7 separate regions of the Mus musculus genome follow, and all the other regions are linked to region 3. Evidence: chromatin contacts called from public ChIA-PET, HiChIP or PLAC-seq and promoter capture Hi-C data. All regions are on one chromosome and are shown on one strand. The core of a region is the stretch at or near the end of the contact, and the rest is flanking DNA. Distances in the headings are between cores, read along the strand shown.

Evidence for each region. Promoter capture Hi-C pulls out the DNA fragments that hold promoters and counts their contacts. ChIA-PET counts read pairs in DNA pulled down with a chosen protein or histone mark. HiChIP or PLAC-seq counts read pairs in DNA pulled down with a chosen protein or histone mark.
Region 1: a contact with region 3 is called in an H3K4me3 HiChIP or PLAC-seq map of bone marrow-derived macrophages, with 3 times the contacts expected there. The contact joins the enhancer-like site here to the promoter of AI467606 in region 3. A contact is called at or near these places in 3 of 39 promoter capture datasets (cranial neural crest, embryonic stem cells and maxillary cranial neural crest), 1 of 15 datasets of contacts at CTCF or cohesin (CD8 T cells), 1 of 484 Hi-C or Micro-C datasets (liver), 3 of 115 datasets of contacts at active chromatin or transcription factors (bone marrow-derived macrophages, embryonic stem cells and pancreatic cancer cells) and 1 of 9 other capture datasets (pancreatic islet).
Region 2: an H3K27ac HiChIP or PLAC-seq map of embryonic stem cells shows a contact between it and region 3, with 3 times the contacts expected there. The contact joins the promoter of Apobr here to the promoter of AI467606 in region 3. A contact is called at or near these places in 12 of 39 promoter capture datasets (the 3T3-L1 cell line, the C10 cell line, cranial neural crest and 7 more), 11 of 484 Hi-C or Micro-C datasets (cerebral cortex, cortical neurons, embryonic stem cells and 1 more), 8 of 115 datasets of contacts at active chromatin or transcription factors (embryonic midbrain, embryonic stem cells, large pre-B cells and 2 more) and 3 of 9 other capture datasets (embryonic stem cells, liver and pancreatic islet).
Region 4: a contact with region 3 is called in an RNA polymerase II ChIA-PET map of memory CD8 T cells, with 424 read pairs. The contact joins the promoter of Zfp688 here to the promoter of AI467606 in region 3. A contact is called at or near these places in 1 of 39 promoter capture datasets (liver), 2 of 115 datasets of contacts at active chromatin or transcription factors (memory CD8 T cells and pancreatic cancer cells) and 1 of 9 other capture datasets (liver).
Region 5: a promoter capture Hi-C map of hippocampal neurons shows a contact between it and region 3, with 4 times the contacts expected there. The contact joins the promoter of Nupr1 here to the promoter of AI467606 in region 3. A contact is called at or near these places in 7 of 39 promoter capture datasets (cranial neural crest, embryonic stem cells, hippocampal neurons and 3 more), 1 of 484 Hi-C or Micro-C datasets (liver) and 4 of 115 datasets of contacts at active chromatin or transcription factors (embryonic stem cells and pancreatic cancer cells).
Region 6: a contact with region 3 is called in a promoter capture Hi-C map of neural stem cells. The contact joins the promoter of Mapk3 here to the promoter of AI467606 in region 3. A contact is called at or near these places in 7 of 39 promoter capture datasets (the 3T3-L1 cell line, embryonic stem cells, erythroid cells and 4 more), 1 of 15 datasets of contacts at CTCF or cohesin (embryonic stem cells), 15 of 484 Hi-C or Micro-C datasets (3T3-L1-derived adipocytes, the G1E-ER4 cell line, LSK cells and 9 more), 20 of 115 datasets of contacts at active chromatin or transcription factors (the 230-238 cell line, the HPC-7 cell line, the SCID.adh cell line and 13 more) and 5 of 9 other capture datasets (adipose tissue, embryonic stem cells, embryonic tail and 2 more).
Region 7: a contact with region 3 is called in an RNA polymerase II ChIA-PET map of memory CD8 T cells, with 49 read pairs. The contact joins the promoter of Sgf29 here to the promoter of AI467606 in region 3. A contact is called at or near these places in 8 of 39 promoter capture datasets (cranial neural crest, embryonic stem cells, hippocampal neurons and 3 more), 1 of 15 datasets of contacts at CTCF or cohesin (embryonic stem cells), 20 of 484 Hi-C or Micro-C datasets (the G1E-ER4 cell line, the N1E-115 cell line, the STO cell line and 11 more), 10 of 115 datasets of contacts at active chromatin or transcription factors (embryonic stem cells, large pre-B cells, memory CD8 T cells and 2 more) and 2 of 9 other capture datasets (liver and macrophages).

Annotation. Positions count from the first base shown.
Region 1 is chr7:126,724,266-126,728,117 of GRCm38.p6, reverse strand. It overlaps the pseudogene Snrp1c-ps1. Among named protein-coding and RNA genes, the nearest start is that of Coro1a, 21 kb to the right of the region's middle. Within about 2 kb of position 2,222, at least 23 of the 459 cell types and tissues checked have an H3K27ac peak or open chromatin away from gene starts, as enhancers often do. A contact at or near this core is called in bone marrow-derived macrophages, where this site is marked.
Region 2 is chr7:126,583,344-126,586,793 of GRCm38.p6, reverse strand. It overlaps Apobr (apolipoprotein B receptor), which reads right to left and starts at 1,786. Exons shown (of 4, transcript NM_138310.1): 1 at 1,726-1,786; 2 at 1-1,418. The coding sequence starts at 1,782. It overlaps Cln3 (ceroid lipofuscinosis, neuronal 3, juvenile (Batten, Spielmeyer-Vogt disease)), which reads left to right and starts at 977. Exons shown (of 18, transcript NM_001146311.2): 1 at 977-1,499; 2 at 2,514-2,620; 3 at 3,347-3,450.
Region 3 is chr7:127,089,237-127,092,922 of GRCm38.p6, reverse strand. It overlaps AI467606 (expressed sequence AI467606), which reads right to left and starts at 1,487. Exons shown (of 2, transcript NM_178901.3): 1 at 1,451-1,487; 2 at 1-754. The coding sequence starts at 668.
Region 4 is chr7:127,420,669-127,424,568 of GRCm38.p6, reverse strand. It overlaps Zfp688 (zinc finger protein 688), which reads left to right and starts at 2,535. Exons shown (of 3, transcript NM_026999.4): 1 at 2,535-2,760; 2 at 3,051-3,164. The coding sequence starts at 2,565.
Region 5 is chr7:126,623,232-126,626,883 of GRCm38.p6, reverse strand. It overlaps Nupr1 (nuclear protein transcription regulator 1), which reads left to right and starts at 1,414. Exons shown (of 3, transcript NM_019738.1): 1 at 1,414-1,561; 2 at 1,851-1,994; 3 at 3,305-3,638. The coding sequence starts at 1,450. The coding sequence ends at 1,981. All of the region lies in intron 1 of Gm39087 (a long non-coding RNA gene), which reads right to left.
Region 6 is chr7:126,757,446-126,761,173 of GRCm38.p6, reverse strand. It overlaps Mapk3 (mitogen-activated protein kinase 3), which reads right to left and starts at 1,548. Exons shown (of 9, transcript NM_011952.2): 1 at 1,356-1,548; 2 at 261-443. The coding sequence starts at 1,528.
Region 7 is chr7:126,647,975-126,651,779 of GRCm38.p6, reverse strand. It overlaps Sgf29 (SAGA complex associated factor 29), which reads right to left and starts at 2,471. Exons shown (of 10, transcript NM_029339.3): 1 at 2,303-2,471.

The DNA.
Region 1 (3,852 bases), core at 973-3,472, 370 kb after region 3:
ATAGAAGAAAAATTTCCAAGGGAGAGATGGTTCAGTGGTTAAGGGCACTGACTGCTCTTTCAGAGGTCCTGAGTTCAATTCCCAGGACCCACATAGTGGCTTACAACCATCTGTAATGGGATCTGATGCCCTCTTCTGGTGTGTCTGAAGACAGCTACAGTGTCTTCATATACATAAAATATAAATAAATAAATCTTTAAAAGAAAAGAAAATTTTCCTAACTTAAAGAAACAGGTGTCTATCAAGGTAACAAGGAAGTATACAGAACACCAAACAGACAGTACCAGAAAGGAAAATCCCCTCAGCACATAATAATTAACTGTACAGAACAAAGAAGGAATATTAAACCCTACAAGGGAAAAAGACTGAGTAACATATAAAGGCAGACATTTTAGAATAACACCTGACCTTTACCTGGCAGTGATGGCACACAACTTTAATCCCAGCACTCAGGAGTCAGAGGCAGGTGGATCTCTGAGTTATAGGCCCGTATACAAAGTAAGTTCCAGGACATCCAAGGCTACACAGTAAAACCCTGTCCTGAAAGAACAACAATAACAACAAACCTGACTTCTCAAAGGAGACTGTAAAAGCCAGAAGGACTTTGGATAGATGTTTACAAACTCTAAGAGACCATAGATGCCAGCCCAGAATATGATACCCAGTAAAACATTCAATCACAAAAGATGGAGAAAATAAGACATTCCATGATAAAACCAAATTTAAGCAATAGCTATCTACAAATCCAGTCCTACAGAAGGCTCTAGAGCAAAACTCCAACCTATAAAGATTAACCACACTCAGGAAAACAAAAGAATAATCTCAGACCAGCAAATCAAAAGAGAGGAAACACACACACACACATCACTACTACCACTACAAGAATAACAAAATAACAGGAATCAACAAACAAGCTTATGTAGCCATTTTAATATCTGACAAGACAGACTTTAAACCACACTATTCAGAAGGGGAGGATACTACACACCCATCAAAGGAAAAATCCACTAAGAGGACATTCCAGTTTTCAACATCTATGGACCAAGCTCAAGGGCACCCCACTTCAAACCAAACCAACCAACCCCCAAAAACTCACTACTATATCTTAAGTCACATATTGACTCTCATACACCAATACTGCAAGACTTTAGTTACCGCTCCCACCAGTACACAGGTCATCTAGACAAAAACTCAACAGAAATGCTGTTGCTAACTGACCTTCTAAACCAATTGGACCTAACATATTTACAGAACATTTCCCACAAAAAACAAAAGAATATATCTTCTCCGCACCTGACAGAACTTTCTCCAAAACTGACCACATGCTCAGATACTGGGAAACTCCTATAGCTGATAAACACTTCCAGCAAACTAGCTGGATACAAAATGAACTCACAAAACTCAGTAGCCATCCTGTGTACACACAACAAGTAGACAGAGAGAGACAACGCCATTCACAAGAGCCTCTAGTGATAGAAAATATCGTGGGGTAACTCTAACCAGGCAAGTGCATGACTCATGCGAGAAAAACCCTAAGACGCTGTAGAAAGAAACTGAAGAAGATGTCAGAAGATGGGGAAGATCTCCCACGTTCATGGATAGGTAGGATTAATATAGTAAAAATGACCATCTTTTTTTTTTTTTAAGATTTATTTATTTATTTATATGTAAGTACACTGTAGCTGTCTTCAGACACTCCAGAAGAGGGAGTCAGATCTCCTTACGGATGGTTGTGAGCCACCATGTGGTTGCTGGGATTTGAACTCCAGACCTTCAGAAGAGCAGTTGGGTGCTCTTACCCACTGAGCCATCTCACCAGTCCAAAAAATGACCATCTTGCCGAAAGCAATCTGCAGAGTCAATGCAGTCCCCTTCACAATCTCAACACAATTCTTCGCAGATCTTCAAAGGGCAATTTTCAGCATTAAGATCACTAATGTACCTCATTAAACTGAGCACCTTCTGCACAGCAAAGGACAGTGTCATTTAGACAAAGCAGCAGGCTACAGAATGGGAAAAATTCTTTTTTTTTACCAACTCTATATTCAATAGAAGGCTAATATCCAAAATATATAAGGAACCTAAAAAACCAAGGTATTGAGGAAACCCTTCTCAGATTGCACCAGCTCATGTCCATCCTTGCTGCTCACAGTCTCAGGATCAGCTGCAGTCTGTGTAGGTCTTCGGTCACAAGAAGATAGGCACAGCTGTGGCACACTGCAAATGGGGAAATGGGTGGACAGACGTCCCCTGGAGATGATCAAGCTGTGCGTGCTGCAGGACAAGGTACTGAGGCAGTTCTGCTTCTGGGCAAAGAGAGATTTGCTGGTGTGGATGTCCGGGTTCATGTGAAGTGTGGTGGTCATGTGCCCCAAATTTATGCTATCTGACAGCCCATCTCCAAAGCCCTGATGGCTTATTACCAAAAGTACGTGGATGAGACCTCTAAGAACGAGACTAAAGATACCTGACAGTGGTCATAAATCCAAAAAGTTCCGAGGTCCTGGTGCCCACACTCCATACTAGAAATCTTACTCTTAAGTCCAACTAGAGGATCAAAGTTTACCTTTGTAATAAACATCCTAGGATTGAAACAAAAACAAAAACAAGACAAAAAAAAAAAAAACCCAAATAACTCAATTTAAAAATGGTGTGCAGATCTAAACAGAATTCTCAAAAGAGGAAACTCCATGGCTGAGAAACATTTAAAGAACCTTTCAACATCCTTAGTCATCAGGGAAATGTAAATCAAAACTACTTTGTGGTTTTATCTTACACCCAGCAGATTGGCTAAGATCAATAAAAACAAATGCTGGCGAGGATGGGAAGTTAGGGGAACAATCACCCATTGCTGGTATGAGTGCAAACTTGCCAGCCACTGTAGAGATCAGTGTGGTGGTTTCTCAGGAAGATGAGACTTGAAGACCTCGTGACTCAGCTATACCACTGTAGTGGTTTGTATATGCTCGGCTATGGGGCATATACCCAAAGGATGCTCCATTCTACCTCAGAGACACTTGCTCACCCATGTTCATTGCTGCTCTTTATAATAGCCAGAAGTTGGAAAACAACTTAGATGGCTGTCACAGATCAATGGATGAGAAAATGTGGTACATTTACACAACAGAATATTATTCAGCCATTTAAAAACTGAAATAATGAAATTTGCAGGCAAATGGAAGGAACTAGGAAAAAAAAAATCACCCTGAGTCAGATAACGTAGACCCAGAAAGACAAATAAGTAATGTATTAGCTTACGTGTCAATATTAGCTGTTAAGTCAATGATAACTGAGCCACAATCTATATAATACCACAATAGTTAGGTATAGAGTAAGGGACTGGAGTGTACAGATAGATCTCCCCAGGAAAGGGAAATAGAATAGATAGTTATGAATGGATGGGGAAGGAGACTAGAACAGAAGACTCCAATGGAATGGGGAAGGAAAGAGGGAGGGAGGGAATATGAAGAGAGACAGATATAAAGGTATCTTTTTTTTTTTTTTAACTAAAAGACCTGATGATTTTATTTTCACATTTCACAATATAAGTGAAAACTGTACTTTTTTGTATTACTTCTCCCTCCAAAAAATATCCTGTTAGGAAGGGACGTTTCCTTTTCATGCATCTAGTACACACTCAGGCTCAGCACCAAGAGCTCCTGGTGAAACAGAACAAGAAATACAAAACCATCAAGAGCGCTTCTGCTCTTATCTGTCTGGCCGGGTCATGCCAGGCCATGTGGGCACCATCATAGGGCAGGCGGGAGGTCTCATCATGGGAGGCCCAGGCATCATGGGCATGTGGCCTCCCATGGGCAGTCTCATCCCAGGAGCTGGTCCCACGGGCACCAT
Region 2 (3,450 bases), core at 537-3,036, 510 kb after region 3:
TTCAAGCTTAGCACCCGCTCTGGGCTCAGGTCTGGAGCTCCACTAGTCTCTTCCTGACCCTTCTGTCCTTCCTCAAGTTGTTTAGTTAAAGCCTGGGAATGTCTCACCAGCTCAGGGTCCTGTCCTTCAGTGACCTTTACTCTCAATACCTCTGGTGTCATCTGGGCGGCTTCACTCCTCTCTCCCACAAACAACTCCTCAGTGCTGACTTCTGGAGAGTCTTCCCAGTCAGGTTCATCTTTAGCCTCCGTGTCTAGGACTAGCGTAGGCTCTGTGGCCCAGGAGTTCCTTTTCTCCCTGGAGGATTCTTCTGCCCGTACCTCTTCTTCTAGACTCACTCCATTATCCCTGATGGCTAAGTCTTGCCTCTCCTCATCCTCAAAGCTGCCCTCTGTTTCCTGTTCTCCCATAGCCTCCTCTTCAGCTATGTGGCCTTCAGTCATCTCTCCAGTTCTCTCAGCCTCCAGGGTCTGGATCGGAAACCTAACTTCAGCCTCTCTCTTCTCGTCGACCTCATCCTGCTGGTCTCCCTTGTCAGCCTCTTCTAGGACCCAGACTCTCCCAGTAGTTCCTGGGAAGTTGTCTCCTGGGTCTGACCCGTATTCTGTTCCCTGAACTCCTAGGCTATCAGCCCCCTCCCTGTCTGAGACTGTCCAGGCCTCTCTACTCAACATGGCCTGGTCCTCAGACTCGGCCCCGGGGCATTGTGTCCCCTGTGCCCTTGCCCTTTCACCATCCCTCATTGGGACCATCCTCTCCTCTTCCTTGTCAATCCCTTTGGCACCAAACCATTCGATTTCTGCAACCATGTCTTTGGCCACCCAGTCTATCTCTTTGCTGTCCTCTGTCACATGCTGCCCCTCAGTGCCAGCATTCCCCCCAGGCTCGCTGTGCCAGGTTGGCTGTGACTCCACCCCCTCGGCCATCCCTGACTCTGCTGCTCTGACCACCTCCTCCTCTTCTTCCTTCTGTTCACAGGTTCTCAGAGGCTCCCCACTGCTTGCTTCCTCTTCACCGTGCTCCCAGATCTCCTGGGCTGTATTACTGCTCCTGTCTCTGTGAGTCCCAGGCTCTGCCTCAGGCTTCAGTGGGACACTTGGCTCCTGGCCCCTGGCATCCTCAGCTGCCTTCCAGGACCCAGTGTCCTGCCTTTCTGCTTGGGGCCTTGCAGAGCTATCTGCTCTCCACCCCCAGGTCTGTTCACCAGCTAAACTTCCTTCTTGGCATCTTCTAGTCTCTTCGGGTGCTTCTACCCCCTCACTCTGGCCACTTCTAAGTCCCTCCAGTACCTCCTGGGCTTCCTCTCCTACAACCTTCCCCTCAGTCACCTCTCCCAGTTCCTCAGCTGCCTGTGTCTGCCTCTCTACTGTGGGGACTGTGTCTCCTACGAGGTAGGACACAAACGCACTGAAGGAGTCCTAGAAGAGAAGAAAGAAGAGTGAAGGCACTCAGGGGAGGTCTAACCACTTCCCCAGGAGTACACTGTTAACAAAGCCCAGGTAAGAATCAGGGATCTGGACGTCTGCTAAGGGACCCCGACAAGGCCTAGCTTGAATAAGTGGGTACACTTGTAGAGGCAGGAGATTGAAACCCAGGAAGGACTGGGCTAGGAGTCTGGCTGACTGTAGGAAAGGGAGCTCAGGCTTCAGGAGAGGCTGTAAGGGAGAGGAAAGGTGAGACTACGAGGAATGGTGGAAGTTTCGGGTATCTCTCTGCCCCTCTCACCAGTGCTCCCCTCAAAGCCTGATGTAGCCCAGGGAGACGAAGCCGGAGAAAATCCATCCTGCAGGTCTCTGTGTGTCCAGAAAGCTCACAATGACCATCCGTCCCCACCCACGAAGTCCTCCCCAGCACCCAAGACACTTCCTCTTCCCCTGACTCTCCCTGACAAATCTCCACCCCAGGCCCTGTGCACCTCCCCCCTGCTCATGGATGACTTCATGACAGGCAGGGGGATGGCTTAACAGTGTCCAGGTGACTCAGACTCGGGTGCACATCTGGAACTAAAGGGCAGAGGATCGGGCCAGAAAGGGGAAAGGGAAAAAAAAAGTGGAAACAGGAGACCTCAGAATTGGGTATGGGGGAGGGGGCATTCGGCAAGTGCAGCCTGAGTGACTCAGGTCTTGTATTCGCACCTCAGCCATTTCCGCCTCCTCCAAGCCACAGCCTTCAGTGAGAGGAAGCTAGGGTTTGTGGTTCCTGATTTATTTGGGGGAGAAGCTGTAGAAGTGAGGATAAGGCCACTGGAAGTTCTGGGTTCCCATTTTCAACGCCATTAAGATTTTTCTGGGGATGAAAGGTCTGGATTGGTGCTCAATGCCCACACCCTCACCTATGGTTATTCTTGTACTGTGGTCATGTGTCCTCACAGCTTACTGTGAGTTCCTTAAGGACAGAGGCTGCAGAATTTCTAGAGACTCGTTTGGGTAGGAGGATCCTTTTTCTCACTGTTTGAGTGATCTAGGAAGAACACCACAGGAGGGCATATTTCAAACGGCAAATCTTAATGACAGGTGGTTGAAAAGACCCGGGAGAAGTGGGCAGAGGCTGCTGGAATCCATAGCAGAGGAATAGGCTTGATGAAGAATGGTCAAGATGCTGCCCTGCCATCGAGTGGAAGGTAAGGGAAGGACTCCTTATTTGGAACTGTGAGGTGACACATTCCAACTATCCTCTCAGCCTCATTCTCCTAACTTCCAATTAGGACAAACGGCTGACATCACAGACCAGGAAAAACACCCATAGCAGCTTTCTCAGTGAACTTAGCACCTTTGCTCTATTTCTTACTGCTGAGTCTCTGAAGTCAGCTAAAAGTCTAGCCTCTGTTGCACAGTGGGGCGGAGGGACCTTGGTTTTCTCTTGTAAAACCAGGGGTTGGACAACTTTCGTGGTATTTGTTGTTCTAGGATAGTAAGGCAAAGGGGATTTAACCGTAACATCGTGAATATTGCCACAGATAATTCATAGAATGCTGTTTTGTGGGTGTTTATTTTTAATCGATCTACTCTCAGCTACTTCCCAGATGCTTATTATAGGTCTTTACAATAGGTCTGTAAGGACAACAGATAACACTTGAGGCTGGTCGCCTTTGCGCTCAAGCAGAACTTGTCCTTGGGACGTTGGGTGGGGTAGTGGGACATCCGCAGCAAAGTAGCCATAATTGTTTCAGGCAAGTAAGAGCTGCAGGAAAGAAGCTGAAGCCTTCCGCGCCATGACTAGTACTGGCAGATTTGGTCGGCGTCTAGAGCGCCGCTTTTCATGGCTCTACTTGTGGCTCCCTTCGACTCCAATTCAAAATCAGTGCTTCCAGCGTTCTCTCGAACTCTCCTTCTTTTATTCTCCGAAGTTTGAGAAGTCCAAAGGCGAAAAAGAGAAAAAAGGACCCGGAAGTAAGAAGCAACCCTCAAGCACGTGATGGAAGGCTCACGGGTACTGTCACGTGACCCCCAA
Region 3 (3,686 bases), core at 238-2,737:
ACGCTGGTCCGGCCTTCCCTCTTCCAGAATGCTGAGATCTGCTCCAGGGTGACCCGAGGCTGGAGACCCCAATCAGGTTCCAGGCTCCCTTGCCTCGGCCTCCAAGGCCTGGGGCTCCCAACCTGCAAGCCAGCCTCTGGCATGGGCTCAGACCCAACCCAGCTCACCAGGCTTGTGTCATGGGGCCTCTCCTCTTGGGTCTGAGGCCTCCAGAAGGTGCTCTGGGCTGGGACTTCTGGTGGGGTCTGAGGAACTAGAGAACTGAGGGAAGAGTATGGGGCTGAAGTGGCTGGTGGAGCAGTTGCTCTGCCCTCTAAGGTGCCACCGGGTGTTGGGGGACCTGGAGCCCTGTCCATCAGCAGAGGCATGGAGGAGCCGTACCAATCCTCAGAGCGCTCCCGGGCGCTGCTCGTGGGCTCAATCCACAGTTCTCCTCCAGGGCGCCAGACTAGGGTGGGGGCACGCTGGCTGGGGTCTGGTTGCGGGCGGCGGAACAGGCGTTCGGCCAGTACAGCAGTAGTTATGATGAAGAAGGCTGTGAGAGAGGCCAGGCCCAGCATGATGGGAATACAAGGTCCACAGGGGATTACTACCCACACTGCTGCCTCCGCTGTAGGCTCAGGGAGCCCCTCCGTGTGCCCAGAGGGCTGCTGAGGCGTCACTGGCATCTGGGAGACTCAGTGTGGACTCAGAACAGTCAGGAACGTCTCCACTGGGAGAAGGAAAGGACAGCAACCAGAGGATATCCCGTTTCCTGGAAAGAGATTCAACAACGGTTCTAACAACTTGACCGTGGCACAGGATGAGACAGTGCTTAGACTGCATGTCACTGGGACTGCACATCATTGGCCTTTTTTTTAAACTGTAACTTTACTTCAGAACCTCAGAGACAGATTGGGAGTCGGGAGTGCTGGATCTCTTTGTCCCTCATCTTGCGTTCCTGCTCCCACCCCCACCCCTACCCACTGTTAATTCGGCTCTTCTAATTGGCTTATTGAGCATGGGTGGCAAAACTAGAGAGGAGCAAAGGGTCCCAGAGAGGTCAAGAGCAAACCAGGAGAGGCCGGAGAACAAGCCAGAGCTGGCTGAGGCTCCCCTGCACAGTCGCAGGCCTTACTTCCCCTCCAGCCCCACCCCCCACCTCTGATGACAGATCAAAGGTCTGGGCTCTCAGGTCTTGCCTCAGTCTCAAGTGAGGAGACTTGGAATGAGAGAGAAACCCCTTGCTGGCCCCTCCCTTCCATATGCACCTACTCTTTGAGCCACCTAACCGCTCTCCTTGGAGGTGGCCCTGTTGTGCTATCTGGCTGTACCAGGTCTGTGGCCCGGCACCTATCCAGCTTCCCCAGCTCTGCCCAATCACTGGCCTGTCTGCTTCCCTTGTTGGTATTTGTCCACATCTCTGCCACCAGTCCCCCATTTGCAGTTGCTTCCGCACCCCTCACCTCACCTGTCACCTTGCTTCAATCTTGGATTTCGCCGTTTTCAGAGCCCTTCTTCCCAGTGCATGCCGGGAGGGTGTGTGTGCGCGCAGCGATCTGAAAGGCCCTGGAGGGCTGGCCTCAGAAGAAGGCGGAAGGGAGGCTACCACCTGTTGCTGGGCGACTGTGCCCCAACTTTTCCTGCCCCCACAGAGTGTTTCCAAGGCAACCTGGGGATGTGGTCAGTGTGGTGAAGAACCACTTCCTGTGTAAGGTGGAGCCAGAATGAGCAGCTGCTTTGCTCCAGTCAGTCCCACCCCACAGGCAAGGTCCAGACCCCAGCGCCTTTACCTTGTCACCCCAAAGGCAAGACCCAGACCCCAGCGCGTTCACCATCTCACCCCAAAGGCAAGGCCCAGACCCCAGCGCTTTCACCTTCTCACCCCAAAGGCAAGACCCAGACCCCAGCGCCTTCACCTTCTCACCCCATAGGCAAGGCCTAGGCGCGATCACCATCTCACCCAACAGGCAAAGCCCAGACCCCAGCGCCTTCACCTTCTCACCCTACAGGCAAGGCCCAGACCCCAGCGCCTTCACCTTCTCACCCTACAGGCAAGGCCCAGACCTCAGCTCGCTCACCCAGGGGAGAGGAAGATTATAAAGACCGGCTCAGGGGCTCCCACAGCGCTGCGATGTATCTTGCTGCCTGCTTCTTGGAGGGTCCCTGTCCTTCCGTCTACTCCCTGCACCCTTTTCATCCAGCTGTGTCATACTTTTGTTTTGTTTGAGACAGGGACTTAAGATGTAGCCCAGGTTGGCCCCGAATCCCCCCCCCCCCCCCACACACACACATACACACTCCCGTAAGCCTTTTGAGTGTTGGTTTCAGTCCCAGGCCACTGTGCCCAGGCTCATCTCTCCACTACTTCTGATACCTAACGGTGTAAGCACTATGAGAGTAATTGTTACCGGTGTTGTTTAGGCCATCATACCTTTACATGGTGTGCATGCAGTGTCTGCGTGTGTGTGTGTGTGTGTGTGTGTGTGTGTAGACCAGAGTCTACTTAATTGATTTCCACCCTATTATTTTATTTTATGTGTTTGTGTGTTTAGCTCACCTGTATGCATTTTGGTCGCAAGCATGCCTCGTGTTCAAGGAGGCCAGAAGGGGATGTCAGATCTCTTGGAAGTGATTGACAGACAGTTGTGAGCCACTTTGTAAGTGCTAGGAATTGAACCTAGGTGCTCTGCAAGAGCATCGAATTAACTGCTGAACTCCCTCTCCCTCTCCCCTTCCCCATTCTCCCTGTCCCCCGGTCCCCCTCCTCCCTTCTCCCCCTATACCCTCTCCCCCTCTCCTCCTGTCCCCCTCTTTCCTTCCCCAGTGCTAAGCTAATAGGAGCACTTAGCTGAGCTTGCGGTGCCCATAGTTTTGAAGTGTGTGCTAAGGTCTAAGCTCAGGCCCTCATGTTTGTCAATCAGCACTGTTGTGTTGTACTGAGCCTTCTCCCAGCCTTTGTTCCCTCCTCTGTCTTCTCTTTCTTTTTTCCAGGGTGGGGGGTGGGGCAGCGGCGGAGGTGTTTGTTTGCTTATGGGTCATGCTCATGCTAGGCAAGCATTTTGCCACAATTCTTCACCACCAGCATTTCAACATACATGTTTTTCATTTGTTTTGAGACAGGGTTTCACTATGTATCATTTCTAGCTTAAAATGCTCTACGTAGACTACAGTGGGTTCCCAATTGTGGCAGTCTTCTGGCTACCTTCCTGGTGCTGGGGTTATAGGGCTGTGGCAGCACATCTACTCGGTACACCTACTCGGTACACCTGCTCAGTACACTTGCTCAGTACACCTGCTCAGTACACCTACTCAGTACACCTGCTCAGTACACCTGCTCAGAATCCGACCCCATGAGGAAGTCGAGTTTGGCTGGTTATACAAGTCCAAGAGCGGATGAATGTGCTTAGATATACTCGTGTACCCCCCACCCCTCCCCACCCCCCCCACCCCCGCTGTTGCTATCTTGTTTCTGTTGTGGTTTTTGTTACCGGACAGACTGTGTGTGTGTCAACCCTTTGTCTCTGACTGTAGACTTAGACTGATGTTGAGACAGAATTTGTCAGTGATAGTTAAGAAAAAAACAACTCAGCGCTGTTTTCCCGAGGACCGGCCTGCTCCGGAGCGTGAGACCTGGGCTGCTCAAAAGAGTTCTGGGATCACCTGCAGAGCCGGACTAAGAACTTCCGGGGCGTGAGCCAGGCGGG
Region 4 (3,900 bases), core at 1,286-3,785, 330 kb before region 3:
CACAAGCTAAGTGCAGACCCTCTGGTGCAAACTGTTTTGGGTATCCAATTAGCATTAGAATACAAGCAGCTACAGATTGGATTGGGTCAGAGAGTAGAGTTAGTGAAGACAGTTGGTGCAGGAAGGAAGAAGTTTGAATAAAAAAGAAATCCTTTTTCTTCCAAGCCCTTGCTTCTGGAATGACAACTCTGAGACTAATAATTTATTAATAAATGCCTTGGCCATAGCTTTGGCTCATATTAATTAACCCATTCAAACTATTCTGTGTCTTCCATATGCTTAGTTACCTCTTCTCAGCTTCATGCACCAAGTCCAGGGTAAATGTCCTCTTTATTCTAACCTGAGTTCAGCCACATGGCTGGTTTATGGCTGTCTCCTCAGCGTTCCTAGGCAAATCTCTCACAGCTCTTGCTAGTACCCAGAATCCTCTCTCTTCCTGCTAGTGTCCCACCTCCTATTCCCTTCCTCAGCTCATTGGCCATTGGCTTTTTTATCGACAGGTGATGCTTATAAGAGATTCTCTCTTCAGAGTAGGGGTAGAGAAGAGATTGAGTGGAGTGAAGGTAAATTGGGCTAGCAGAGTGAGAAGACAGTTGGTGACAGATGAGCCAGGAGAAGCTGTGTGAAGTCACATAGAGAAGATATTGTAAGGAGACAGAAGAACCCATAAAGAACTCACACAAAGCAATGAATAAAGAGAACAAAGAAAAAACCCATCTATATCTATAGATAGATATAGATATGCTACATATATGCTAAAACTCAATTTATTTATTTTTTTCTAAAAAATGGGGTTAAATTAATATATTTTCTTTCTGACCCAGCCTCATTCTGTAACCCAGACTGGCCTACAACTCTTCCCACCTGGGTCTTCTGAGTGCTGGGCTTACACAAGCCCTCCACTGCTGGCTCCACCTACATATTAATAAACTTGGCAAAAAATTACAATGCAATTTAAAACTTTCTCTCATTCCAGTTCCAACCTCAAAATCCGTCAAAGCTGTGGCTGACCCCTCCTTCTCCCTCCACCCTACGGCTGCTGTAAAATGATCCGACAGGAGCTGTCAAAATGGTGGCTCATGTCAGAAAGGCCACACCTCTCTACCTTCTCAGCCTGCAGCCTTCATGGAAGCTGTCCACGGTGGCACATCTCTTTTCCCATCTCAGCAGGAGTTGTCCCACAGGAGCGGTGGGTGACACCTTTCCTGCCTCAGCCTACAGCCTTGGTGAATTGAACACCACTGCAGGAGCTGTCCACCCCCTCTCTAGCCTCCCCACACAGCTCCACAGAGATGCTACCTCAATCAAAGCCATCTGTAGCCATGGGCCCAATGCAGGAAAAGGGGGTGGTGGAAAAAAGCCACCAATCCCTGAGTAGGAAAAACAACAACAACAACAACAACAACAAAACCCCACTTCTCTCTGAGCATGAAAACCCACCAACACTTGAACAGGGAAAAACAAAACAAAACAAAACAAAACAAAAAAAAACACCAAGCCCTGAGCTCCCCAAGATCAGGATTTGAAATCCCACCAATCTTTACTCTCTGCCCTGAAAAGCTCTACCCCCTAAGAAGTCCTATATAAGGTCTGCCCTCTGTTCACTTCCCTATTGTCTGCTCCAAGGAGCAGAGGGCAGCTTTCTCTGGATTCATCCCTCCACACATTGGACCCTCCAGCTTGTGGTTCCTGAGCCCCCATGTCTCAGAATACCCTTCCCTTAGGAGACTGTCCCACCTCTGGGCTGTGTGGTTCCTGGGCTTCCACGTCCCAGAATATGCTTTCATCCGAGCAGAAACACACTAAGCACACCCCTTAGCCTGTAACTTAAATATACAGACTAAGCGAGCAGAACCACCGGTTCAAGTATTCTGTCAACTTCTCTGAAGACACGAACTGAGTTTCTGAAATGCAATACTCAGGCTTTGCCAGGTTCTAGAGGCTAACCATCAGATTCCAGTTACATCAGCAGGACGCACACTGGGAGACTGGGGAGACACTATCTCAGGCACCAGGGATGCCCAGGTCCTCAGAACAGTTTCAGATGTCCCGCCATTCCGAAGCCAATTGCAACACTGCTGCTCCTTGCCGTTACAGCCAATCATCAGCCGTTGTAATTGCGCACAGAGGTCCATGAGGCAGCAGGTAGCGGGTATTTTTTGAAGGTCTCTCTTTCCTACACATAGAAACGAACACCAACATTCCTGAAGCGGTCATTGTATTTAAGGGCAAATGGGGCGCCGCGGGCAGTGGAAGTCCGAAGTTTGTTAAGCTGCAGAAAGGGCACCTCAGTGCCGTCAATGACAACTGAAGCTAGGCGGTCTCCATGTTTTCTGAAGACATCTTTCGGTTCCCTTCACACCTTCGTGTCTTTGTGTGAGCAGCTGTGGAGTAAACACTATTGCTCTGCATTCCCTTGCGGCCAGTAAGGCTGCCGCGTTCGTTCCGCACGCGTTGCTAGCAACTGTGACCAAGGGGCGTGCCAAGGGCGTGGTTTCCCGCGGTTGCGGAGGCCGGAAGCGGAAGGCTAGGGCAGCCAAGCCGCTGCCTGGGCAGGATCCCCGATGGCGCCACCCCCGGCCTCACTGCTGGTTCCGATGCCTGGGGAGATCTGGCCCGGTTTCAGGAAGCCTGAGCTTGTGAGCTTCGCGGACGTGGCCGTGTACTTCTCCCCGCAGGAGTGGGGGTGTCTGCGGCCCGCGCAGAGAACCCTGTATCGGGAGGTGATGCGCGAGACCTACGGCCTCCTGGGCGCGCTCGGTGAGGCCCCGAGTCAGAGCCCCGCCCCCATCCTCCTGGGGGTTCACCGGGGAGTTGCAGTAGACCGATCAAGTGGATTATGAGCCCTCATCCCGCACTTTTCCACCAGCAGCATCAGTCACCTTCCATTCTCAGGGCTTCCTCGGGAGTCTCCATTCAGGCAAGAGCATCGCAAACCCTGTCCAGGTTAATGTGTGCATAAGTTCCGAGGAGGTGCCCTCACCCTAGTGGGATGCTATCTGCCCCGGCCAGCCTCTCAGGCCAGCACTGTGACCCCTGTTCTCTCTCAGGGTTCCCGGGCCCCAAACCAGCCCTCATCTCTTGGATGGAACAGGGGAGTGAGGCTTGGAGCCCCGCCGCCCAGGATCCTGAGGAGGGGGAAAGCCTGGGAGGAGCTCCGAGAGGTGAGGGATTGTCCCAAGTCCTCCTGAAACCTTGTTTGTCCGGGGGTTTCTTCTCTAGTAAACCTTTCTTTCAGATTCCCCATTCCAGCATCCCTACAGATTAGAGCCTACATGTTCAGATACTAAAGAAAAGAAAGCCTATCTACTCCAGAGTTTTGGAAATTCAGGAGAGCTGTCCTATTAAAAACAGTAGGGGGGCTGGAGAGATGGCCCATGAGTCAAGAGCACCTACTGTTCTTCCTAAGTACCAGCGTTCAATTCCCAGCACCCACACGGCAGCTTACAGCTGTCTGTAACTCCAGTTCCAGGGGACCTGACACCCTCACACAGAACCAAATGTAGGCAAAACACCAATGTATATAAAAACAAATAAATACATCTTAAAAAAAAAAACAGAGTAGGAGAATCTAGAACTCAAAGAATGTTTATGTTTCCAGATGTTTGTTAAAATAACACTCATTTCCCCTTTTTAAAACTAACTAAGGCTGGTCATTGTGGCACACACCTTTAATCTCAGTACCCCGGGGGGACAGAGGCAGGGGGATTTGAGGCCAATTGAGACAACATACTGTGAGACCTTGTCTCAGCTCACCACCCCTACCCTCCAAAAATCCCTAAAATGCCCCTAAAAATAGAACTTGTCTGCCTATCATAGTTCTTGAACAAGGCAAAGTGGTACACAAGAAAAGTGTCTGCCTGGATAATGACAGCTTGGCTCGTCTCCCATCTCTACCCT
Region 5 (3,652 bases), core at 165-2,664, 470 kb after region 3:
CCTGGCACTCAGGAGTCAAAGGCAGGTTGATCTCTGAGTTCAACACTAGACTCAAATCTGGCCTACAGAGCAAGTTCTTAGCCAGCCACAGCTAAAACAGTGAGACTGCCTAAAAAACAAGGCAGGGGGTATCAAAGCACAAATACCTGTTTATTTCATTCTGCCCTCAATATATTATTTAAATTTTAGAAGTCACACGTATTTATTGTGTGTGTACATGGATAGGAATGTGAGGGTCAGAGGACAATTTATGGGACATTTTTCTCTCCCATACTGTATGGGTCCTGGAAACCGATAAACTCAGGTTGTCAGGCTTGGTGGCAAGTACTTTACCCATTGAGTCATCTTGCCAACACACAATATTTTATTTTAAATTCCTTTTCTCCACCCTTTTTTTTTTTGAGGGGGGAGGGTCAAGGCAAGGGCACTGTATGGGAACCCATGGGAAGTTGTGACTAATCCTTACACTGTTCCCGCTTGTGAAGGTTTTCCAGGCCTCATGAGTCTGCAACCTCTCACCAACAGAGCCAGATAGAGTTATCCTCTGTTAAAGGGGGAACCTGAAGCAATCAGAGAGGGAAAGTGACGTGTCCAAGGTCACACAGCAGGAAACACTGGATCTGAGCTGACTTGTGATCCCAGCATTTAGGATGAGGAGGCCAGAGAATTGCAAGTTCAAGGGCTAACCTGGGCTCCATAGAAGGATTCTGTCAGAAAGAAAGGTAGAGGGAGGTGGATCAGGAATCAGAGTGTGGAATCCAGGGTATTTGCTGTCTCTACCAGCTAGCTATCCTCCATCTTGCATGAGGAAGAAGTCCCTGGGGACTCTGTTGAAGGGGACTTTTCACAAAAATAGAAGCCTTGGGTGTGACAGGAACTGCTGACCAAGCAAGAAGTGGGTCAGTGTCCCTCCTCCCTCCCTTTTCAGTATGTATGCTGCCACTACCTCCTGAATCTGAACCAGACTACAGTGTGTGTGTGTGTGTGTGTGTGTGTGTGTGTGTGTGTGTCTGTCTGTCTGTCTGTCTGTCTGTCTAACTATGACCCAGGCCCAGGAGGGGCTTGTGGCAGAGGCTGAAATGATAGGAAGGACTGGCCTATCTGAGGCCCTCTGCTCTCCCTGGCCAATATCCCAAAGACTGTGCCCAGATCCTGTCTGCTTCCTCCGCCCCTGAGGCGAGAGCTTTCCACGTGGAAAAACACAGCTGTGCTTGGGTGAGTCCTGTGAGGGAGGAGGGAGGGGAGGGTGCTCCTCTCTGCTCAGGACTGCTGTCTATGGGCCCAGTTCTGGGAAAGGGCCAGATTGCATCAGACAGGGCTTGGAGGGCGGGGGCCAACCCCGTGGTTTAGGGAGGAGACAGCGTTATAAGTAGGGTGAGAAACTGGGAGAGGGCAGACATTCAGACAAGGAGACACAGGCAAGACTTTGGAGAGAGCAGACTAGGCATAATGGCCACCTTGCCACCAACAGCCAACCCTTCCCAGCAACCTCTAAACCTAGAGGATGAAGATGGAATCCTGGATGAATATGATCAGTACAGCCTGGCCCATCCCTGTGTCGGTAAGGTTTTCGTGGTAGCTCCTTGGTCAGCCCATCTGCTTCTCACTGGGTACCCCGGTTTACCTTTCCTAGCTAATCTATTCCCAACTCCCAAGTAACCCCTTCTAGTCTCATCTACTGAGTTCTGTCTCCCTTAGCCCCAAGAACTCACAAGTGAGCATCTCTCATTCTATACTTGAGTAAACAGCAAGGATAGAGTGCTTCAGACGTGAAGACGTGACCGCCCCACTCTGGCCATTTATATGCCTGTCCTAACCTCACACACCTCCTCTACCTCCTGCTCCACCAGTCGGGGGAGGTCGGAAAGGTCGGACCAAGAGAGAAGCTGCTGCCAATACCAACCGCCCTAGCCCTGGCGGGCATGAGAGGAAGCTGCTGACCAAGTTCCAGAACTCTGAAAGGAAAAAAGCCTGGCGCTGAGACGGAGCTGGAGGTGAGTCGGGAGAGCCGGGCCTAAGTGTGCCGAGCGGGAAGCGGGGAGCCAAAAGCTGGTCCTGGTGAGATGGCGCTGCAGGTAGAGGCTCTTGCAGGCAAGCAGGACAACCTGTGCTTGATCTCTGGGACTCGAGTGATGAAAGGGGAGAGAACCAACTGCAAGCTGTGTTCCCAGGGAGCCCTGCAGATAGATGTCCAGGCAGGGAAGTGATAAGAATGAAAACCCCATTCAGACCGAATTCCATCAGCTTGGATCAGATTTCAGGGCATCTAACGCCAGGCGGTTCACTGTCAGCATATTTAAAACACAGTACAATTTGGGAAGAGGTTTCTAGGCAACAGTCAGGTCCATCAGTTCAATTCCAGGAGCACAATAAAGCTTGAGGTGTGACTACACTGAAACTCCATGAGGGTGGGTTCTAGAGCTAAAGGCCTAGAATCTAGAGTGGTCTCTGACCAATAGCATGGAGGTCATCAGGCAGATGTGACATCTCTCCTAAGAGTGGGTAATGGTCTAGGGAGGGGAGAGTCTGGGATTATCATTCTGGAGAACTTGAGTGAGGTCGGCTTCTATAGCAAAAGCTGGGGAGGTCTGACTCCACACAGAGCCAAAAGCTCACCAGGTTGTTAACAAAATCCACTCTCAGATTTCTGAGTGGAATGCAGGTATTTGACTTTATCTCCTGCATTGAGGAGACACACGGCATGATTAAAACTTCTGGTTCTTAGTGCTTCTCTTGAGTACAAGGACCTCTGTGCCCCCAATGTCCACCGACTTCCATATGCTCAAAGTAGCACACGAGAATACGCATGTGCGCACATGCATGCAAACACATTGGCATATCAATAAATGAAAAAAATAGTGTTGGCCGGACAGTGGTGGCACACGCCTTTAATCCCAGCACTTGGGAGGCAGAGGCAGATGGATTTCTGAGTTCAAGGACAGCCTGGTCTAAGAAGTGAGTTCCAGGACAGCCAGGGCTATACAGAGAAACCTGTCTCGAAAAAACAAAATACAAAAAACAAAAACCAAAACCAAAACAAAACAAAACAATAGTGTTGTGACACTATTTTTATTCTACATCTAAAATAATATGAGACCCGTATTTGACTGAGCTCCCTGGTAACCAGAGGTGGGGGGAGTTCCCATGGAGCCTTTCCAATGGAGAGGAAGTTTGGTTTATGGAAAGGGAAACTGAGGCAGATAGAGTCAAGTACTTCTCTAAGGTAATAGCAAATATGAGTAGGAAAGGTGGAAGTCAAACTCTGATCTCTGTCCCTTTCGTTGCCTGCTTTCCCTCTGCACAGATAAGGCCAGACCACAGACACCACACCCAGCAATGGATACAGGACATCACACCCAGCAATGGATACAGGACATCACACCCAGCAATGGATACAGGACCTTGGAGAAATTAGGAGTTGTAAGCAGGACCTAGGCCTGCTTGATTCTTTCCCACCTAAGTGAGGTTCTGGAGAGGGAGCCCTTCCACCCTTCCAGACCCAGCAAAAGGGCAAGATGGGAGCAAGAAGCAGAGGGTAGACGGGCAGAGCTAGGAAGACAGCCCCCAAAAGAACTGTGGGGGAAATAAATCGGATGCCCTTGGGTGGCAGCAACAATAAATCGTACAGCAGTGACAGCTTTGGCGTGTGTTG
Region 6 (3,728 bases), core at 299-2,798, 330 kb after region 3:
TTTTTTCCACAGCATTCTCCCTCCCCACACACCATACTGGGGCACAGAGCAGAAAGGGATGTGTTCAAGGCCACTCCACTTGGCTGCGACAGACCAGGATCCAAGGCCTGCCAGTGTGCTCTCATGCTCTGTAGACTCTCTGCTAAAAAGTTACTTTGCTGGGGTTTTTTTTTTTTGGAGGGTAGTACAAAAGATGACCACAGACAACAGAGCCAAGCTCCCTAGCTTTACTCTGGGGCTGTGGCTAAGGTGAAGGATACACATCTCTCATGGCTTCCAGGGTGGGCGCTCTGAGGATGTCTCGGATGCCTATAACATTCTCATGGCGGAATCGCAGCAAGATCTGGATCTCCCTCAGCGTGCGCTGACAGTAGGTTTGATGCTCAAAGGGGCTGATCTTCTTGATGGCCACTCTGGTCTTGCGCACGTGGTCATAAGCTGAGCTGAGAGGGCCAGAGAGATGTGGCCTTACAAAGGGGGAATCCAGGCCTGTTGGCCCCACCCAGGTCTTGGCAGGGACTGGAGAGAGGAGGAGAGGGTTCTGGCCAAATGTAAACAATGCTGGCTCCTTCCTGCTGTGAAGGCCTGGGATCTCCAGGGGAAAGCTGGGTATCAGCCAGGCAGCCTTTCAGTGACTTCACAAACAGAGGAAGAGAGTGGCCACTCACCGACTTCCTTTCTCCTGGACCCTCTTACATTCTAGTTGCCCTCACCCTCCTCCCCTTTCCCAAGCTGGACTCTCTCAATCCCAGACAGGTCCAGGGGATAGGAGTTAAATGGAGAAAGTAGATGAAGCCTAGAGGATTCAGTAATGGGACAGGAGAGAAGAGATAAGGAGGGGCAGGCAGGTCTCCCTGTGCGGTTCCTGGGTCAGAGCTGCTCCCATAGGAACAAAGGCCCAGAGCAGAGCACACAGTGGGGCAGCGAGAACTCACAAACCCGTATACCACAAAATAAGGCACATTCTAGAGACCCTTCCCTACTTTGGGCCCCTAGCCTTGCCAGGGGCAGAGGTGCAAAGGTTTGCCCCACCCTGAGCTTTGCTCTCCTCTCTCAAACTCTCTGTCACAGCCTCATCAGGGGGGAACCAAGGCTCCCACTACCTGCTCGTGGGTCCCTCACTCCCCCTTCATCCTCTTAGCTCCACCTTTATCTCTAGGGTCCCCCAGGTGCCCCTCCCTTAACAATACAAGGTGGCTTCAAAGCCTCCAACCCCCCTCCCTGGAGAAAGTAGCGCCTAGTCCTCCAGAAGTCACTGCACGATACTTCCCCTGCGACACTCCCTGAGCCCCCCATGTCCCGAGCACACACCTGCTGTCCCTGCTCCGAAGCCCCCTCCCGGGACGCCCCCTCACCTGACCATGCCGTACGCGCCCTCGCCGATGTACTGCAGCTGCGTGTAGCGTGGGCCCACATCGAATGGCTGCCCCTTCACCACCTCCACCTCCCCGGGGACCACCGGGACGACCCCAGCAGTTCCCCTGGGCTCCCCGCCCCCGCCCCCCGGAGCCGCCGCCGCCGCCGCCATCTCCACTCCTCCCGCCTCCCCCCGCTGCCCCGCCCGCGGCCCCGCCCCTCCCTACCGCCCTGTCACCGCGGGGCCGCGCGCCAGGCTCCGCCCCCGCCCCCGCGCGTCCCGCCCCCGCGCCTGCCGGGCGAGCCTGCGCGGGCCCGAGACGTCACATGGTCTCCTGGGCGCGCACCCGGCTTTCCCGCCTAGTTACGCTGTTCCTTCCCTGCCTTGGCCACTAGGGTACTTTAGTCTGCCAAGAGAGTTCTGCAGCCCCAGGGGCCAGTGGCCCTCAGTAATGCTAAGGGAACCCACCCGGCTTACAGTTAACCTTTGAAGACCTGCCTCACATCTTTGTTTCATTTAAACAGATAGTGGTAATCCAGGCTAGCCCCAAAGGCTCTCTATGTGGTGGAGGTTGGCCTTGAACACATCCTCCTGCCTTTAGGCCTGAGCCATCATACAGATTCAGGATGCTACTAGGCAAGCATCCTACCACTGAGCCACATCTCCATCCTTTCTTTTCTCTCTCTCTTTCTTTTTTAAGAGGGTCTCTTGACATGGAACTGGCTGTTCCAGAACTCACTATGTAGACTAGGTAACCAGGCTGGCCTCAACATACTAACTCGCCAGTGCTAGGATTAGTTAGAAGCTGTATGTATCACCATGCCCAGCTTCCATAATTTCTTATTCGTTTATTTGCCACATTTATTAATTTTGTGTGTTGGAGCGTAAGTATGTCACAGAGCCTGTGTGGAGGTCAGAGGACATCTGATTCCTTCCACCATGTGGGTCCCAGGTGTCCAATTCAGGCTGTCAGACTTGGTAGGAGTGGGCCACCCTGAGTTGCTGAGGGAGTATATCTTACGTTTTATAATGAGGAAGCAATCTGGAGGGTGGTGGACGGCAGGCAGCACTGTGAAGCTGTGAAGTCGGTCCTGACTCCAGTGTGAAGACACAGGCCTGCAGGGGGGCTCAGGTGTGTGCTGAGGCCCCAGTGTCGTACAAATCCTCTGCCTGATTGCCCAGAGGACGTGCAACCCAGCTCACTTCACGGGAGAAGGAGGGAAAGGGTGGTAGCTGTGGACAAAGGTAACTAAATCAATTTAAATTCACTGTCACCTTTTCTCTGTCTCTGTCTGTCTCTGTCTTTCTGTCCCCCCCTCCCCCCACGCTGGGCTGGTAAGATGGTTGGGTAGGTAAAGATGCTTGCCAAGCAAGCCCAAAGATCTGAGTTGGATCTCTGGGACCTTCACAATGGAAGTAGAGAATTAGCTCCTGCAGGTTTTCCTCCAACCAACACAAGCATGCTATAGCATGAATGTGGACAGACACATATTCACACACAAAATAAATAAAATAGAATTTAAAAATTACGTGCATGTCTGCCTACAGGTATGTGCACATGAGTGCAGGTGCCCACCAAGGCCGGAGGAATCAGACCTTCTGCAACTAGAGTTCTAAGAGGTTGTGAGCCACCTGATATAGGTGCCAGGAATCAAACTTGGGTCCTCTGGAAGAGCGGTATGTGTTCTTCAAGGTTAACACATCTCTCCAGCACTAAGGATGTCATTTTTAAGTTTGGATTTGACAATCTGGAAAGATGGCTCAGGGATAAGAGCACTTACTGCTTCAGCAGAGACTCTAGGTTCAGTTCCCAGCATCCACGTGGCAGCTCACAAGCATGTAGCTCCAGGGCATTCAGCATCTTCTTCTGACCTTCGAGGGCTCCTGCATACACATGCTGCACTCAGGTACCTCTACACATTATTTACTTAATAAAATAATTAGATTTGACAAAAACAACCAGAACCCTGTGATCACTTGGAAGACCAAGGTAGGATGACTGTCAGTTTGAGGATAGCCTGGGCTGTACAGTGAGCTCCTGTCTCTAAAGGCTTGTTTATGTATTTTATGTATATGACTGCTCTGTCATCGGAAGAGGGCATTGGATGCCATCATAGATGACTGTAAGTCAGAATGTAGTTGCTGGGAACTGAACTCAGGGTCTCTGGAAGAACAGCCTCTTAGTCACTGAGCCATCTATCCGGCCCCAGGATCCTGTCTCTAAGTGCATAAATAAAATAAAAATCACTCCTTTGCTTCTAGGTTCCGTCTGGTCCCTGCAGATGGATGGCTAGGGATCATATCATGTTCATTATTGTACCTCCAGTGCCTGGCAGACCAATGTTAAGCATGTTTAAAATGTGTTCTGTTA
Region 7 (3,805 bases), core at 1,222-3,721, 440 kb after region 3:
TATTCTATGGGTTTGAGTTAAATTCCCAGCACCCACATGGTGGCTCATAGTCATCTGTAATGGGATCTGATACCCTCTTCTGGTGTGTCTGAAGACAAAGACAATGTACTCATATACATAAAATAAATCTTTTTTTTAAAAAACTACATCAAAGCTGGGGGTGGTGGCACACACCTTTAATCCTAGCACTTGGGAGGCAGAGGCAGGTGGATCTCTAAGTTCGGCTACACAGAGAACCCTGTCTCGTAAAAAAACAAAAAACAAACAAACAAAAAACCAAAAAACTACATCAAGCCAAACACTCATATAAATTAAAAAATATATATTTTTAGAAAACAAAATGTTGCCAGGCATAGTGGCCCATGATATTAATCTTAGCACTAGGGAGGCAGAGGCAAGCAGGTCTCTCTGTGAGTTCCAGGCCAGCGTAGAATGAGTTTAAGGACAGCTAGAGCTAAGGAGACCCAACTCTCCATATATTTGCAAAATACTTTTAAATAATAAAAACATAGAAACAAACCTAAATAAACATAAAACTCAAGCTTGAGTTCAAGGTAGAATTGTGGGGCTGTGACAGCCAACCCCAACCTCATGGTACTGTGTACCTGCTCTATCTACCCCAGTCAATTAGTGACACTTTCCCAGAGCGTTCAGACCTGTGTAATAATTTACACATAACTCCCCTGTGATGGCCAGAGAGATTTATGGTACCAGGCAGTCAACCCTTCAGGGCCTTCTTATCTTTGCCCTGCAGGCAAGATAAGAATAAGATAATTGTGTTCCTGCTTTCTGCGTTTGTAAACTTGCTTATCTGTGGGACTGGGATGAAGAAGTGTTTTATTACTATACAATGGGAAAGAGAAACAACATGGGGAGAAAAACAATGACCTGGCCCAGCTATGGATTCTATAGATAATTAATTGTAAGAGTCACCGTTGCTATCTACCTTTATAACCCTTCCTTCCTTTAACTTTTTTAAAGACTTATTTATTTCGCTGTCACTGTCTTCATGCACACCAGAAGAGGGCATCAGATCCCATTACAGATGGTTGTGAGTCACCATGTGGTTGCTGGGAATTGAACTTAGGACCTCTGGAAGAGCAGTCAGTGCTCTTAACTGCTGAGCCATCTCTCCAGCCCCCTTCCTTCCTTTGGATCCCTCCACACCACATGGCATGCTGTTTGGCTTTAAGGCTGACATCCTTCTGCCTATTACTGCCTACTGCCTAGCAGTAATAAATAAAAGAAATCCATTTCATCTAAATTTGAATTGAGCCTAAGATTTGGTCTTTCCCTGTGGATTCTAACACCACAACATTATACTGATCTACAAGATGTAAATTTGAGGGCCAGTGAGATAGCTCAGCAGATTCAAGTGCTTGTGCCAAGCCTGATACCCCGAGTTCCATCCTAGAAGCCTACATGATGGAAGGAGAGAACTCCTGAAAGCTGTCAATTGACCTCCACAAAAGTGCCATGGAATGAACATGCCTGCCTTCACACACACCAAATATTTTTACAAGATAGAAACGAGAGCACCAAAATAAATTTTATTTTTATTTAAAGTGTGAAATAGACAATGTCCAAGGAGGGAACAGAAAGAAAGGCAAGATGAAGAAGGGTTTATGTATTTTGATGGTACAACCGTTAAAGATGAAGCAATGGAAGCAGGAGTTCTTTAGAGGAGAACCGAGGCAATGAAAGAGGATGCTACCAATCCTGTATCACTGAACTTCGGAATCCAGAAGTCAAGGTGGCTTTGTTAGAGCTGTTTCTGTGAAACAGCATGAGTCAAAGCCTCCCTAGAGAAAGCTGAACATTGACAGGTAGGGGAAGGTGCTGATGAGTAGACGCAGACGTCCTAGGATACATGTGTCAGCCAACACAAGAGTGAGCTGGAGAGTGGATGAAGTTACTGTTGTGAAAATGGACACCTTTAGAGCATGTGCAGTCTGTAATCTCAGCACTCGGGATTGGGGGAGGAGGACTGCGATCTCACGGCCAGGTTGGGCTACCAAAAACTAAGCTTTTGAGAAAGTAGTAAAATGTGCTGATGTCTGGGACTCACATCAGCTGCCGGCATCTAGACTAGCCAGCTCCAGCCGCTTCCCACCTCTTCAGAGAGGTAGGGCGCACGCGCAAGCCCCAGGGCGCCGGCTCCCACAGCCCCGCCCCCTTCCCGTCCAGGGCGCGTGCGCGTCTCCTCAGACGCCGCCTCGGCGAGCCGGGCGCCGGGCAGGAACGCTGGCCTTTCGTTCCCGCGCTGCTTGGAGGTACCTTGCCATGGCCCCGTCCCACCTACCGAGCACAGGAAGAAACAGCACGTCGCGCTGGTAACTGCGATGGCGGGAACAGGCGAATCCCTGGAACGTTTCCTCACAGGGTAGTCTCGCACTTGCGTTCGAAGGTTCGCGGCGCGTCAAGAACCACACACGCTGTTTCTCTTATGAGCGCGGTCGAGCGCGGAGGACTCCTCTGCGCATGCCGGGTACTTCTCTGTGACGTGCTGCATTGCACTCTGGGAAACGTAGTTCTTACTTCGACACCTGTGCTTTGATGTACTTAATCATGATTTAATAGATCAGAGTCAAAGGAACAGAAAAGCATGCGTGAAGCCTCGCTTCGCATGTGAAAGGTGATGGGAGCGGATCCTCTGCACCAGAAGAAAACAACAACAAAACCACATCAGATTGTTGGGGATGAGGAGGGAGGGCCCCAGGACGCAGATGAGAACTCTGTACTTTAAGCTGAAATTTGCCGTGAATTTAAAATGTATCTGAAAATATTTTTAAATTCCAAATAAGCAGTTTTAGGTTTAGTACTTGTATTTTACAGAATCTTCCCAGCAAATAAAAGATTTGGACATGCAAACATTTAGCTACATCTTTGGATACCTACCCTGTGGATGCCTGCCCAGTTAGTGCAGTGGTAGGACACTTGCTTAGCATGGTCCCGGGCTCAGTCCCTAGGGACTGCTCCCACCCTAACTATCCTAATATTTCGTACATAACACCTAAAAAAATCAATATGGTTTGGTGGTTAAGAGCAAGTACTGCTCAATCGTGAAGACCAGAATTAGAATGCCAGCACTTGGGTCAGCTGGCTCAGACTGCCTGTAACTCCAGCTCCAAGGGATCTAATGCCCTCTTTTGGCCTCTGAGGGCACTGCACAGGTGCACATACACATATACATACGCCTGGACATAGAATAAAAATATTTTTGAAAATCTTTTAAAGTTTATAATTACATATTGTTATTCTCTGATAGAATTACAAATGCTATAAGGTCAAGATCATTAGACATTCCCAGTACATAGCACTGTGCCTGGCATACAACAAGCTATCAGATATTTTTCTATTAGGAAACCTTACATTTTAACACTGAAACTATTTTAGCCCCTAGACTAGCAAAGAAATTAATGTATATATATATATATATATATATATATATATATATATATATATATATATATATATGTGTGTGTGTGTGTGTGTGTGTGTGTATACATATATATATATATGTGTGTGTGTGTGTGTGTGTGTGTGTGTGTATGTATATGAATGAGTCTGGGGAGATGCCGAGCAATCAAAAACATGTACTGCTTTTGCAAAGAGCCCGTGTTCAGTTCCCAGTGCCTACAGTAGTGGCTTATAACGATCTGCAATTCCAGCCCCAAGGGTACTGATGTGCTGTCCTCTGGCACCTGCACTCACGTGCACATACCCACACGGAGACACATACTTTTTACAGTTTGAAAAAATAATTTTCTTTCATTGAATCTGTATGTCTAGTCAGTTGTCCTGG